2 separate regions of the Mus musculus genome follow, and region 2 is linked to region 1. Evidence: chromatin contacts called from public Hi-C data. All regions are on one chromosome and are shown on one strand. Each heading gives the region's core, a stretch centred on a gene start, on an enhancer-like site or on the middle of the called end of the contact. The rest is flanking DNA. Distances are from core to core; before and after follow the strand shown. Region 1 has its middle 88 kb from the start of Mir30d. Region 2 has its middle 87 kb from the start of Gm31550.

Region 1 (7,067 bases), core at 2,640-5,139:
CTTCTAGGGACTCAAGAACTCCAATTCTCCTTTCCCAGGACAGGGCTATGGTCCTTCCCCCTACAATGTGTCAGCCTCTGCTCCCCAATCCTGCCTGGAAAGGTCTGGGTTGTCATCCTTGGGCCACTTTTATTTGGAGCTAGGGAGATCATTTATCAAAGACTTCTGGCCCCTTCTGGCCTCTAGATAATGGAAAATGTTCTCTGGTTCAAAACAGATCCAGGGTCTCCACATGGTATTTTCATACAAGAACACTCTGGGAGGGCTGTTCAGAGTCATCAAAAATTTGAATATTTATTAAGCAATTTCTGGAAGGCTGAAACAAGGTGACTTAGATGGGGTGCTTTTTAAATTCATAGCAAGGTGATTTTAAAAGTAGAGTTAGGCTAGAAAGACCTTATTGACAAGCAAAGGTGGGAAGTCACAACAATTCGAATCCCCCACAACACCCAGCAACTGAGTTCTAATCCCCCACAACACACAACAACTGAGTTAACCTTTGCTGAATACCTGCTATTGCTCAGGTATGCTTCTAAGGATTAATAGTCACTTCATCTTCAAAGCAATCCTACAAAGAAGGCAGTATTAGAATGCCCGTTCTACAAGCAAGGAAACCAAGACATGTATTTGTCCAAAGCCTCACAAGCTAATAAGTGGAAAAGCTAGGATTCTAACTCATGTCCTCTGAAGAAGACACTCTAGCACTCAGCCTTGTGCAATAAGTAATCAAATCCTATGACCACAGGACACATATATTGCCTGAAGTTGTAATTCTACAGGCCTGCATTAGAAGAAACATTGCTGGGATCGATACCACCAATGTATATGCATGTAATTTCTTAACATAACAGAATTTCAGATGCCCCCACTCTATATTAAGACTAATGCTAATTGCTTTGTCACATGGAAGAATTAAAGGGTACATTCTATATAAAATTCCAGGACCATTAACAACAATTTGAATTTGGAGCTGGAAAGATGGCTCAGTGGTTAAGAGCACTTACTGCACTGAAGAGGATGTGGGTTCACCCACACAGTGACTCATAATCGTCTGTAATTCCAGCTCCCAAGAGATTCGACATTTCTGATTTCTGCAGGCTCCTGCATGCACCTGATACTCAGACATACACCCAGGCATACATACATGCACATAAAATAAAATAAATAAATATTTTAAAATGTGTTTTCCCTTGGCACTACCAACTTTCCAAGCACTTAAATTCCTTAGTGCTGAATTTCTAAGAAATCTGCCTTTTCAGTTAAATTCATGGAGTGAGGGTTTTAAAGAGAGACTTGAGCTAAGTTTTATTATCCAATGCAGATAACTTTTTTGATGTGTATCAATCATTTTCATTTGTAATGTGGGTGGATTTTATATATCTGTATCTAGCTGCTGGGAGAGAAATCTTTAAAGCCTCAAGATGGGATTTTAAAAACATCTTTATAGATGAAAAAAAGCAAAAGTTTCACCTTCGAGGAAAATAAAAGAGAACATGAAGTCTATATATTTGAACACACACAATATCAAAAGAAAAAAATAAAAGACTGAGTGTGAGATCACAAATGCATGACCTTGACAGCAATTGCTTGGACAGCATAAAAGGGATTGCTTTGGTCTGCCATGGTGGAGGAGGCAGCCCAGTGTGTGCCACACTTCCACGGTCTGTCCCCATGCACAATGCTGCTGTGGGGCTTGAGGTTTTATGATTACAGATGTCTCATTCATTCTTTCATTTATTCCTTCCTTGTCCCATCTACTCTCTTTCCCCATGCATTCATCTCAGAATCTCCTCCGGAATCATTACCAAGTGGCAGGTACCATGGACAGTTCCGTTACAGATCCCTGCTTTATGGAGAGGCAAACATGTACAGTAATAGAAAGTGTTATCTGTAAACCACTCCAGCAGCAGGAAGACCAGAGAAAAATAACTCCAAAATAAATAGGGGAACAATATAATTTTTGCCCATTGAGAATCAATGAGCAGATGTGGAGCTGAAAGGATTTGGAATCACCCGTGGGTCTGTGGAAGGGCTATCTGTGGTCTGCAGCATAACTCAGGAGCTGACTGGGAAAGGAAGATAGCATGGGCATTCTTGTCCCCTAGTGAAGTGTGAACTACGCTGCACAAATAATCTAGGTCATTCTAATTGCCCATTCATGTCGTTCCCTCCAAAGTCTTTAGTTTTTCTGATTATTTTCCAGGTCAAGTCTGTGAAGGTAGAAAGCACAGGCATGGTCAAAGTGCAGAAGGGGAAAGACCTTACTCACAGCTGGGATCTGGGTGTTTTATATCTCCTAAACTTGCATGTTGAGACCTAATTGCCAATGTCATGGGAGCAGAAGGTGAGGCTTTGAGGAGGTGATTCAGCCGAGAGAGCACAGCCCTTTTAAACATGCTGAGTGACCTTAAAGGAGTGGTGTGTGGAGCTATTCTTCCCTTCTCCAGGTACTGATGCAGCAAGAGGGACTGTCGACAAGTCACAGGGTTTCTACAATCCACAGGGTTAGGGTGAGCCTCTCTAGACATGGAACAAGCTGCTACTTGACCTCAGACTTCCAGACTGCAGAGGACTGAGGGGAAAGTTTCTATCATTGGCCAGTTACTCACATATTTGGATATAGCAGCTGAAACAGATTCAGACAAGCATCTTCTCCTTCAATCTTAGTTGGATTTGTGTGTGTATGCATATGTCTACATACATGTGTGCATATGTGTACATATGTGTAGATATGTATGGCATACAAAGGTTAGCCTTGAGTACTATTCCTCAAGCTATACACCTTGTTTTTTGAATTTCTAAATGATCTAGGGCTGATTAGCCTAGGATAGACTGGGTAGTCATCAAGTCCCAAGTATCTGCCTGCCCAAAGCTGAACACACCACCAAATTTCACGTGCACACGTGTGCATGTGTATGTGAGTATGAGTGAGTGAGTGAGTGTGTGTGTGTGTGTGTGTGTGTGTGTGTGTGTGTGTGTAGGTTCTAAGAATTGGACTCAAACCCTCACGATGAAACAAAGCCCCAAACCCCCAGCGTTGTTTTTTTTTTTTTAACAAGCTGGTTTCTGACCCAAAGAGGTTATAAGATTTGCCTAAGGCTACAAAGCAAAATAAGATGCTGTTTCCCTAGCCCCCTCAATGCCTACACTTGATGCACATACCACATTATGTGAATATCCCTCAGACACCCCAACAGAGCAGCTATTATTACCCTCTCCATTGCAAAAGAAAGTGAAGTCCTTTGGTCAGGAAGCAAGCCATGTATAAGGCCACACAACCACCCTAAGTGTTCGAAACTTAAGCTGCACCAGCTAGAATCCCTTTTCTGGTCTTGGTCTCTCCTGTATGCTTTCCTGTAGGCTTGCTGCCGCCTAGAGGTAATCATAGAGCAACAGGCCCAAGGAAGGCTTTGTCTTGGGCAACAAGGAAGCTAGGTGCAGACTTGGAGGCTATTTTCATCCTCTATCAAGCTCAGCCCAGCAGCATCAGTTCTGCCACCCACTGTTGCCCCCATACCCCAAACTTCCTCATTCCTTCAACTGAGCCTGGAAATAGGTGCACATCTCCCTAGAGGGATCCGTTTACACTGATGCACAGAGCCAAAATGATACATCCTTTTGAAACAGTTGAGAACAAACTGTAGGTTTTCACAATGAATCTGTGTCCTTCAAAGTGCAGCCAAGGTGGAGCTTCATTCTGAAAGGACACACATAAGCACAAGTATAGGTGAGTAGGGGTGCAACTAAGGTTTTCCTACATCCTGTTCACTGGTGACTATCTATCTGCAGCATTCTATATAGCAAGTCTAACTATTGGTAGCTACCACCCCACTTTGAATAATACATTTCCACAGAGCCGATGGAGGCGACAAGGGACCAAAGAACAGACCAATAGCACAGCCTAGTGGCAAAGTCAGAAATGACAACTTCATTCTTCATTGTCACAGGATGAAAACAGAGAAGGGAAATAGAGAAAAGTCCCGTGTTTCCCAAGCCTAACAGTTCCACAAATGTCTCAGTAGTCCTGCCCCATTTCAGCCACAGGGATAGATGGGCAGAATGTTGCAAAAGGTTGAGATAAGTATTTGAAGAAGAATCTGATGGAGTTCAAGAAAAAAGAGTCACAATGACAGGGATACTTGGCAGTTCACAATCAACAAGGCTTTGGCAATTCCACTTTGTGTGTGAAAATAGGGAGAAGGAGAGAGACAGAGACAGAAAGAAAGACAGAAATACAGAAACAGAGAGGTGTGTCACATAAAAAAAACATGTTTATACTTTCCAGCAGTGCTGCATGCAATTTAAGTTTTCCTAATGTGACAAAACCATGCTCTCAAGCAAGCATCTCAGTTGTGAGGTCCTTCTCTCCAGGTCAGCTGGAGTCCGTGCTTTTAAGAAAATTATAATCTTCTACCTAAACAAACAAAAAACTTGTAGCATTGACATAAAAACGTAGCCATCTCATCAATGAAAGAAGGGGATCATGAAGCAACCACTGAGTATTCAAAGCTGCTCTACAAGTTGACAAGAAACCCAGGGGCTTAACCAGTACCCCTTCCATAGCATCTGAATGACACAGATGGTCAAGCCCCAGGCTAATGGGCATACATGCTGGCATCACTGCTAAAATAATTGTTCTGTCTCTCTGACTGTGGGTTTTCTCCTCTGCCATGTTGGAGCAATGATGATAAGTTTTGCACATGGTGGTTGTTAGAACTAATGTAAACCACATTGATCATCAGATACTAACATCTCAGCCGGTGGTGTCTGTCAACAGATAACTAGGATGAATAAATTATTTAATGTAGCCAATGACAAATTTACCCACCAACCATTGCTTCCTAAGAGACTAACACTAAGAACTAGGAACTCAGACCTGGCCAGATTTCTTCTTGAGTATCCAGAACCTGCTTCCAAAGTGTGGTATGAGAGCAGGCTGCAACATCCTCACCAGGAACTTATTAGACAAGCATGTCTGAGGCCTCTCCCAGATCCACCCAATCAAAATCTGAAGTTTAAAATAATGTCAGAGTTTTCAGTCTAAGAAATCCTGCTGGCCTGTAAAACTAGAGGCTGTCTAAATGCTGGTCTGTGTGGAGTGAAATCTAGTTTGAATGAAGCAAGGCTTTTCCTTTCTGCAAATGGTCCCTCTTCATTGGAGGAAAGATATAACTGGACTATTTGGTGGCATTGTAATGTCACTTGGGGAAATCAACAAGTATCCTTCCTGTGCACAAGAAGCCAAGGAGTGATATGTATTCACAAAAATATGAACAAGCCTTTGGAAGAGAGTGACCAGAAATTCCCACATTTTGTTTAGGAAAGAATCCCTGCCTAAGGTAGGTAGGCTAGGCTGAACTATGGTTAGAACACGATTAATCACCCCCCCCAAAGTTTCGCTGATACTTACTTCTCCATGTAACAGAATTTAAAGGTGATAGATGTCTTAAAAGGTGGTACCTGGTAGGAGTTGACTGAGTCATCACTCCATAAAGGATTACTGCTGGACTCCTGGTAGACGAGATCTCACATGACTAGATTAGTGCCCACCCTACCTCTTAAAGTCTCAGCACCTCTCAGCATTTATATCTAGAGACAAACTACACACAACACACAACAAGTATACTGAGAGAAGATCAATTTGGGGCCTGAGGATTCTGCTAACACCTTATACGTAACTGAGGAACAATGGAAGGCAACTATGACTTCTGGGAGGGAGTCATAGTTCCACATCTCTTTAAGAATAATCTTCCTAATTCGATCCTTCTTAGAAGGGGGAACAAAATACCCATGGAAGGAGTTGCAGAGACAAAGTGTGGAGCAGAGACTGAAGGAATGACGACCCAGAGACTGCCCCACCTGGGGATCCATCCCATAAACAACCACCAAACCCAGACACTATTGCAGATACCAACAAGATTTTGCTGACAGGAGCCTGATATAGCTGTCTCCTGAGGCTCTACCAGTGCCTGACAAACACAGAAGTGGATGCTCATAGCCATCCATTGGATGGAGCACAAGGTCTCCAATGAAGGAGCCAGAGAAAGTACCCAAGGAGCTGAAGGGGTTTGCAGACCCATAGGAGTAACAACAATATGAACTAACCAGTACCCTCCAGAGCTCCCTGGGACTAAACCACCAACCAAAGAAAACACATGGTGGGACTTGTGGCTCTATCTGCATATGTAGCAGAGGATGGCCTAGTCGGTCATCAGTGGGAGGAGAGGCCTTTGGTCCTGTAAAGGTTCTATGCCCCAGTATAAGGGAATGCCAGGGCCAGGAAGCTGAAGTGGGTGAGTTGGTGAGCAGGGGGAGGGGGAGGGGATAGGTAGTTTTCAAAGGGGAAATCAGGAAAGGGGATAACATTTGAAATGTAAATAAAGAAAATCTCTAATAAAAAAAAGGAAAAAAGAGAAAAAGAGAATAACCTTCCTAAAAAGTAACAGATACCAGGTGGATGTCCTATCTCTGAATTTCAGGACCTCCAGGTTCTAAAAATGGCCTTCAACAACTTCTTTTACTGCCTCATGTCTCAGTTTCCTTATCTCTAGGAGTGAATCATGGAAATCCCAAAAGCTACTTCCTGACTGCTGGATGAACTTAAGTTGCATAATGGAGTAAGGTATGGATATGCAAGGTCAGGAAGAATTTCAGTGGGATCCTTGTTGTGCAAGCCTGAGGACCCAAGTATGATGCTCAGAACCCATATGGAAGACGAGAACCAAAGAGGAGTGAAATTGTCTCTGAGTTCCACAGATGTCTTAAACACACACATCACACATATACATGATGATGAGAGTGATAAACTATCAGCTCTGGGAGAAACAGCATGTCTCATTGATCCCCAGTGCCCTGCACTTCCCACAGTATATGGCCCATCTTGTGATCAGTGGGTCTTTCTGACATCAGCCAGAATCAAGGGGTATTTAGAAGCAGAGACCTGTGACTCCTAGTTGGACATGCCTCTGTTTCCTCTCCTTTGAGTTCTTTACCTTTAACGTGTGTTCATGGTCCCCTGCTTTCCAAAAGGAGCTACCTCACAGAAGTGGTAGATAACACAGAGACCC
Region 2 (7,067 bases), core at 1,924-4,423, 680 kb before region 1:
TAGGATCCCAGTGGAATGAAGAGAGTCAGGAGAGCCAAGTCCTCAGTCGGCAAGGGCATCATGAGTCAGCCAAAGAAATTGAGAGTAAATCCCAGCAAAGACGGGGAGGTGTGTGTGTGTGTGTGTGTGTCATGAATCACATGGTACAAGTGTGAGCGTCATGAACAGCTGCCATCCTCCTCTACCATTGGAGGCTACTGCCTTGGGGGAAATTCAGCTAAAGGGACCCATGTTGTGCCAGATTTCAATTGCAGCTGGACTACTCTCTTGGCTGGATGACTTGGGGAGACATCACAGGATGAGGTATGAATTAAAGGCAATGAACAACAGACACAGGCAGGCACTACAGGGAGGGAGTAGCAGTTTGTAAAATGACAAAGTTTCCTAGTCTGCTAACTGGTCTTGGAGGGAAACACTGTTAAGGCCAGCTTGTACCTCTGCAGAATGGCACCTGGGCACTTTCCCACCCTTCTTCCTTGCACATAATCTTCTATCATGGGAGCCACCATTGTTCTTGAGCAGGACTTTCCACTTCAGGCCCAAGACAGTGCTGGTCTTGTGAAGGTGTGTTTTTAATTTGTGTGTGTTCCTATCATACTTCCTTCTCTTTTAAGGTATTATCCTGAAGGACCTAAGGGCTAGACATGCCTCCTACATAGAATGGGAACTGACTTTCAAGCATGGCCAGTGCATGGCCAACTCTTCCCGCAGGCTGGCTGTTTTGAAAGCCATCATGAGCAGCTCCAGAGCTGGCCCAGAGGATATGAAGGGGGGAGCTGGAAGGGATTCAGTGAAGAGGAAGCAGTGGTCACTGTTGAAGCTGAAACGACCTTCAGTTTGTAAAGTCAACTGTGACTCTAAAAATGCATCAACTTGCACTGTGGTTGAGAACAGCATCCTCCAAGAGACCACAAAATAGGGTCAATCTGACCCCATCTCAACCTCACATCCATGTTAGGCCACTGGGGACTCAGGGAAGGATAATGGTGCATCAGTCTGTCCTTCTTAAGTGCAGGACATACACACACGGACACACACACAGACACAGACACTTTGTGTAGGTCTAGCGAATATGCGACACTTTAGTGGACCCAAGGAAGTATATAACAGGCACAAATTCCTCTGTTCACTACATTTTGCAGTTAGAAACCCACCCCATGGATATAAATGTGGGTGCTGGGATGCTGTGACCAATGTTAGGCTGGGGATAAGGAAAGTTCATGGGAAGTGCTCCTAGCAGAGATAACTTACTTAGGGGCAGTGCCACACTGTTGGGAAGCATATTGGAAGAAAAGGAAAGAGTTCATGATGGTATAAAGTGCAGATATGAAGACTGCAGACTCCAGAGGAAGGGAAACAAACCCCGAAGACTAGGACAGATATAAAGCTGGTTGTATGTGTGGTGAGAGTTCAGCACAGGCAGACTTAAGAATTCAGGAGGAAGACTGAAGAGCCATTGGGAAGGTAAGCTGGCCCAGAAGGGAGAGGGTTCTCAGACCGTAGGGAGTTTGATGTTTACTCTAGAGACAATTAAACAGCATCAAAAGATCTTGGTGCAGAGATAGTTAGACATCCAGGAAATGCAGTCTAAAGCAGGGTACGAAGAGATGACACAAGTTAAATACTGGAGACCTGAAGAAGCATCAAATGATGCTTCCAACAGGATCTTACAGAAATAGCATAGCTTTCAGTTAGGTCTGTGAAGCTGGGGTGCTGGCTGGTTTTGTGTGTCAACTTAACACGTGAGAGCCATCAGAGAGGAAGGAGGCCCAGTTGCTGAAAGGCCTTCATGAAATCCAGCAGGAAGGCATTGTTTCAATTAGTGATCAATGCGGGAAGGGCCAGGCCATTGTGGGTGCTCTGATGATCCTGAGTTCTATTAGAAAGCAGGCTGAACAAGCCATGTGAAGCAAGTCAGTAAGCAGCACCCCTCCGTGGTCTCTGTATCAGCTCCTGCCTCCAGTATCCTGCCATGCTTGAGCTCCAGTCCTGACTTCCTTTGGTGATGAACAGCAGTGTGGAAGTATAAGCTGAATAAATCCTTTCCTACCCAACTTGCATTTAGGTCATGGTGTTTTGTCCTAACAAGAGAAACCTTTACTAAGACACTAGGGATCTGAGCATCAGTGAGTGGGACTGCTGCCAAGGAATGGCTATACCTACATGCTATATCTCATGTGGATATGGGAGAAGTACTACTGTAAGTGATAGTTGATAGAGATCCAGTTCTCACCATGCCGCAGGGTTTTACTACAAGAGAGTAGCATACGTGCCATAATTTTCCCATAGCCTGTAAGACAGCCTCTGCTGTCCTATCCTGAGGACAAGGATACTAATCATATGTGTGATGCACAGGTCAGTAGGAAACCAGCTTATAGATGGCCCTAGTTGTCTTACCCCCTTGTTCATAACTTTACGTGATTACCTCCAACCAAGGTTGCTTGTGACCAACAGCATGTACCACAGGTGATGTAATGTCACTTCTTAAGATAGGGTTGAAATATCTATGGCTTCTCTCATCTTCCCTTCTATCAAAGGCTCTCTCTTAAACCAGCTGTGTTGGGGAAGCTGCTACCAAGTTGTGAGGTTTCTGAGGCAGGCTGTGGGAGGAGTCACATGACAAGGAATGGAGAGGTATGGGTAACAGCCAGCCCAGTTGAGTCTGCCCAGAGTCCCACTAAGCCTCCCAAGACTCTGTGATAGAAGGGGTCCCAATGAGTCACCAGAAGACCTCTCTGAAGTCTTCAAGTGAGTGGTGTATGTTGAAGACAGGCATTTAGGGGCAAGGGCAGGGGCAGGGGTAGGCATTTAGAAGGCTGGGTTTTGTGGGTAGTATGGAGGGGGAACTTCTTACCCATATGGTTATGTTTTGTCAGTGACAGGTGAACAAATGGCAATTAGGAAAACGGACAGAGCAAACTCTCCAGGCAGAGCCAAAGTGAGGCACCAATGTAAATCTCCACCGAGGGCAGGATGAGAAGCCATTAGGGGCTATGAAAAACAGCACTGTGCCAGCGCATCTATCTGATCAGTCCAGCCTGGGCCAACCTGGTCACATTAAGGCAGAGATCCTCCAATAACAAGAAGGAAATCTTTTGGCACAGCCACAGCCACATTTTCACAACTCCACGAGACTGTCACTTTGAACATAGCGCTTTAGGGTCTAATGTAGTTAAATGCACTTGGAAAAGAGCCAGGAGCTGTTATTTTTAAAACCACAGGGAGCTGCTGAGATCCTTTTAAAACCAAACCAGAGAAAGGTTATTTTCAGCCTTCCATGCTTGAGAGCCGTTGATGAGAGGATGTCAAGCCAGGGACCCCCGAGCCTCTGAGAATTAACTCAGCCAAAGAGAAGGTGAGTCGCCCGCCTTTCAGATGGAGAAACTTTCTTTGAATCCTCTATGCTGAGAAACTCCCCCTGGCATCTTCCCCTGCAAAAAGGACAGGTGGCTGTTCTCGATCTGCAGACATTCCAAGGACACTTACTAGAGGCCAGGCTGTAGACCGAGTAAGGGATACCAACCACCTGTGTTCGTCTATCTTGTCCTATAGTCCACTTCTCTTGCCAGGTTGGTGTCCATCCAAAATTCAAACACTAGAACCTAAGGCCAGTGTGACACCAGCAGATACATTTGGGAAGTGACTAGGATTTGTTCATATCTCCAGGTTAGAGCAGGTTCCCTTGTCCTTTTCCATGGAGATGTGCAGAAGCAGAAAGAGCATGGGAACCTCCTGGCCTCCACTGTATAGACTGTCAGCGTGGGGTATTTTGGGTTGCGTACTTGGAAAGGAGGTACCCAAAGACTGAAGGGACTGGCCAGTCATGGAAGCCATCCATGACTACCATACTCTGATGGGTTTCAGGTGTAGCGCTTATCCACTACTTCTGCAGCTGGAAAACGGGTGAGTTATGCCAATTGTCATTTCCTTGGTGTGCCATGGCTGGCTGGCTGAAATGTCAGGAGGGGCACATAGAAACCCAGCCCATGTGGAGCTCTACATTAGAGTCTGAAGGGAGGCAGTGCTTGGGAGCACAGGTAGGACAGAAAGCTGTGAATTTTGTCTTTACTTGGCAGCAATGACATCCCAGTGGTGTAAAGGAAGATGCTATGGGAGGTTGAGATGTCCTCAACTGGCTATACTGAGGTAGCCTACTCCAGCCCATTGCATGGGGTGCTGAGTGGAAGCTCTGCTGCTGCCTAGCTATGCAGGTGTTACTGCATACACCAGAGGCCCCCAAGTACCAGACTTCCCAGTTCTATTCCTTACCAGCTCTCATGTCAATGAGACAGTGGGATCCCAGGGCCACTTTCTCCCTACTTTGTTCCTTCTGAAAACAAACCGAGGAGACCCATAGCTCCTTCCCCAAAGTAAAGCCTAAGCAGGAGCTAAGAAATCCTGTCTCCTTGAATGTGATACCCCAAATGTCTACACTGTAGTTGAAGTTCCTCATTCTACTTATCAGGAAAATTTCAAACAAGTAGCAACTGCGTGTAAAGATGAACTCAGAAGTCATTTACTGGATAATTGGCTGAGCAGGAAGTTAAGACAGGGATAAGCAGGTGTCGTCCCACAACCACAAAGGCACATGGGAAAGAAGGTGAAGATGTACAGCAGACTGGTAAGCTGTGGAGTTTCCGGAGTATGCATGATGAGATATGCACTGTGAAGTGACTGGGTATACAGCCTTAAGACAGGAGGATGAAGACTCTTCCAAGTGTAGAGCCCTACTGACACAGAATTGACACAGGATGCATTCGCTCAGCTGGCTGCAATTTCACCCCACTTTGCTGCATCTACCCTTGCCAATGTCTTTCCTGTATTGCTGGTGTCAAGCCCAACACCTGAGCAAAGACCTCTCACCATCTGCCAGGGAAAGTAACCCCACTACTGTCTTCCATACAGGGCTCCAAGCCTCTCATCTCTGTATCTCTCTCTCTCTCTCTCTCTAGCCTTGGTGAAGTCCTTCTAAGAGCTGACAAACCCACGCTCCTTTCTTGATCTAATCCAAGCCACTGCTTCACTCTCTTGGCCACCAATCCTGGGGCTCACTAGCCCACCTGGCATGAGGGAACAAGCCTCTTCCCTTGAGATCCTTTGTGTGGACTACCACACCCCATTTGCTCTCAGCCCATAGCAACTCCCTGGTGCACTCCTTCAATGACTTAGAAATCCATGGGTCTCTTCTCAGACATCAATCCTCACAGCATAGCATCATTGAACTCTATCTAAAGGCTGTCTGCCAGGCCTTTCTCTCTAGCTGAGCTTGTCCTCTTCTGATGTGCAGCTCACACAAGCATCACCTGCTCCTCCTACAACCAATATTCCCTGCTCAGAAAGACAGTACTTCTCAGTGGCTTGGGACCAGATTCTTTGCATCATCCAGCTGATTTCTTCCATCTCACCAGCAGTGCTAAGTGCTCTCCTCTCAAAATTCACCTGAAATCTGGCTACTGCTGCCATCCTGCATTATGTTGGCTTTCTCTTCCCTTCCTGGACTTTATGAGATTTAGCCTTTTTTTTTTGGAGAATACTACCAGATTTATGGCCTGATAATTGGCAAGGCAGGGCGACACATACTGGGTTTTTGGTTTAACTTCTCTGCTCATCCCATTAATGGCATCCATTAAACTCAAAGGTAATCCTCCATTTTGTATCCTCTTTAGCTAGCTCCCTAGCTCCACTCTTCTCTGTCTCTTTTTCACTCTTCCACTTCTTACATGAGCATCCCTGCCATCCTTCTAGCACTAGGACTACCCCCATCTCAGCAACTTTGAATACCCAGGGTCTCAGTGAAACTCCCTTGTTTACTTGTTATTGGTCTGCTAAGGCGTTGTTTTATTCTTCATCCAGGCCTGGTGGAGTGGGGCTTTCTCCTGTTGCCACAGCTCTACCACCACCACCCCATCTTCCATTTGTGGGTGGGGGCCTGTCTCCACTGGAATGGACTCCCTCTGGTTTATTCTCTGCTGTTCCTGTAGTTAGTAGCATGTATTCGTTCTTAGTAAATACAGATGTGTTTAATGAAGGTGGTAAAGTCACAGGCCAGAATTTAGGTATCAAAAGTGGAATCACGGTGACAGGCCAGAATTGAGCTGGAAGGCTCACAGCCCCAGAGGTTCAGTTGAGTCAGCAAGTAAGAAGGGAGCAAAGAGTTTCTCATTTATCTTATCATAGCCTGGTAGTCTGAGGTTGCTAATTGTTTGAATGGACTAAAGGGTATGTTGAACTGCTATGGCTCTCCCGAGCTTGTCCCCTTGCTGCTGTTCCCACCTTGTTTTACAAGCAGCCTGAGAGCTAAAGGGCACTGCTGTGTTCTCTAGCACAAGCTTTCCATACCACATAGAAGATGGAAGGGTGGATAGTTGATAAATATAAAGGTCAGAACTTTAGGAGTAGACAGCTGTGTTTTAGGGATGTATAATAAAAGGATAAGAAAAAGTTAAAACAGTTCAAAGTTATTCTGTAGTTACACATTGTCCCAAACCCAAGATGCATCCCAAACCAACATATTCGGGAAGAAAGCAATACCTCGACGACTCTTGAGACTGCTCTGGAAATTCCAGGATCAGGAAGCATGCTGTGTGAGCTTCCAGCATGAAACACATGCTCCCAGGGTGGACAGAGTGAAAATCTCAACACACTAGCAACCAATGGAAGAAGGGACAGAGTGGCACTACACAGAGACGATGACCTTTGTGTTCCATTTCAAATCACAGGCAGCACCAAAGTCCCTGCTCTGCTTGAGGTACCTCTCCTGCTGAGGCCTCTATCACAGGCTGTGACAGGACAGGTCTCTCTTGCCTAGCCCATTGACTGGCCCATAAGAGAGATGGATGTTATTCATGCATATGCAATCTGTGTAGGTCCTTGAAGTCTTGTGAGGACCAAGAGTTCTACAAGGCTCTCCAGTATGCAAGCTTTATAGAGCTGTGTAGAAATAACTAGATTTTTGGTCTTCATCTATATTAAAATAGAAGAGATTTTGATGGGGAGCCTTTATTAGCTACAATACAAAGCATTTTTTTTTTTTGTTTCTCACACAACAAAATAGAATTTTCTTTAAA

The links. Hi-C and Micro-C count contacts between places; a contact is called where the count stands out from the background.
Region 2: a Hi-C map of cortical neurons shows a contact between it and region 1, with 3 times the contacts expected there. The contact joins two enhancer-like sites. A contact is called at or near these places in 3 of 484 Hi-C or Micro-C datasets (cerebral cortex and cortical neurons).

What each region holds. Positions count from the first base shown.
Region 1 is chr15:68,425,438-68,432,504 of GRCm38.p6, reverse strand. No RefSeq gene overlaps it. Among named protein-coding and RNA genes, the nearest start is that of Mir30d, 88 kb to the right of the region's middle. Within about 2 kb of position 3,889, at least 12 of the 459 cell types and tissues checked have an H3K27ac peak or open chromatin away from gene starts, as enhancers often do. A contact at or near this core is called in cortical neurons, where this site is marked.
Region 2 is chr15:69,101,132-69,108,198 of GRCm38.p6, reverse strand. It overlaps a transcript of Khdrbs3 not described here. Among named protein-coding and RNA genes, the nearest start is that of Gm31550, 87 kb to the right of the region's middle. Within about 2 kb of position 3,173, at least 11 of the 459 cell types and tissues checked have an H3K27ac peak or open chromatin away from gene starts, as enhancers often do. A contact at or near this core is called in cortical neurons, where this site is marked.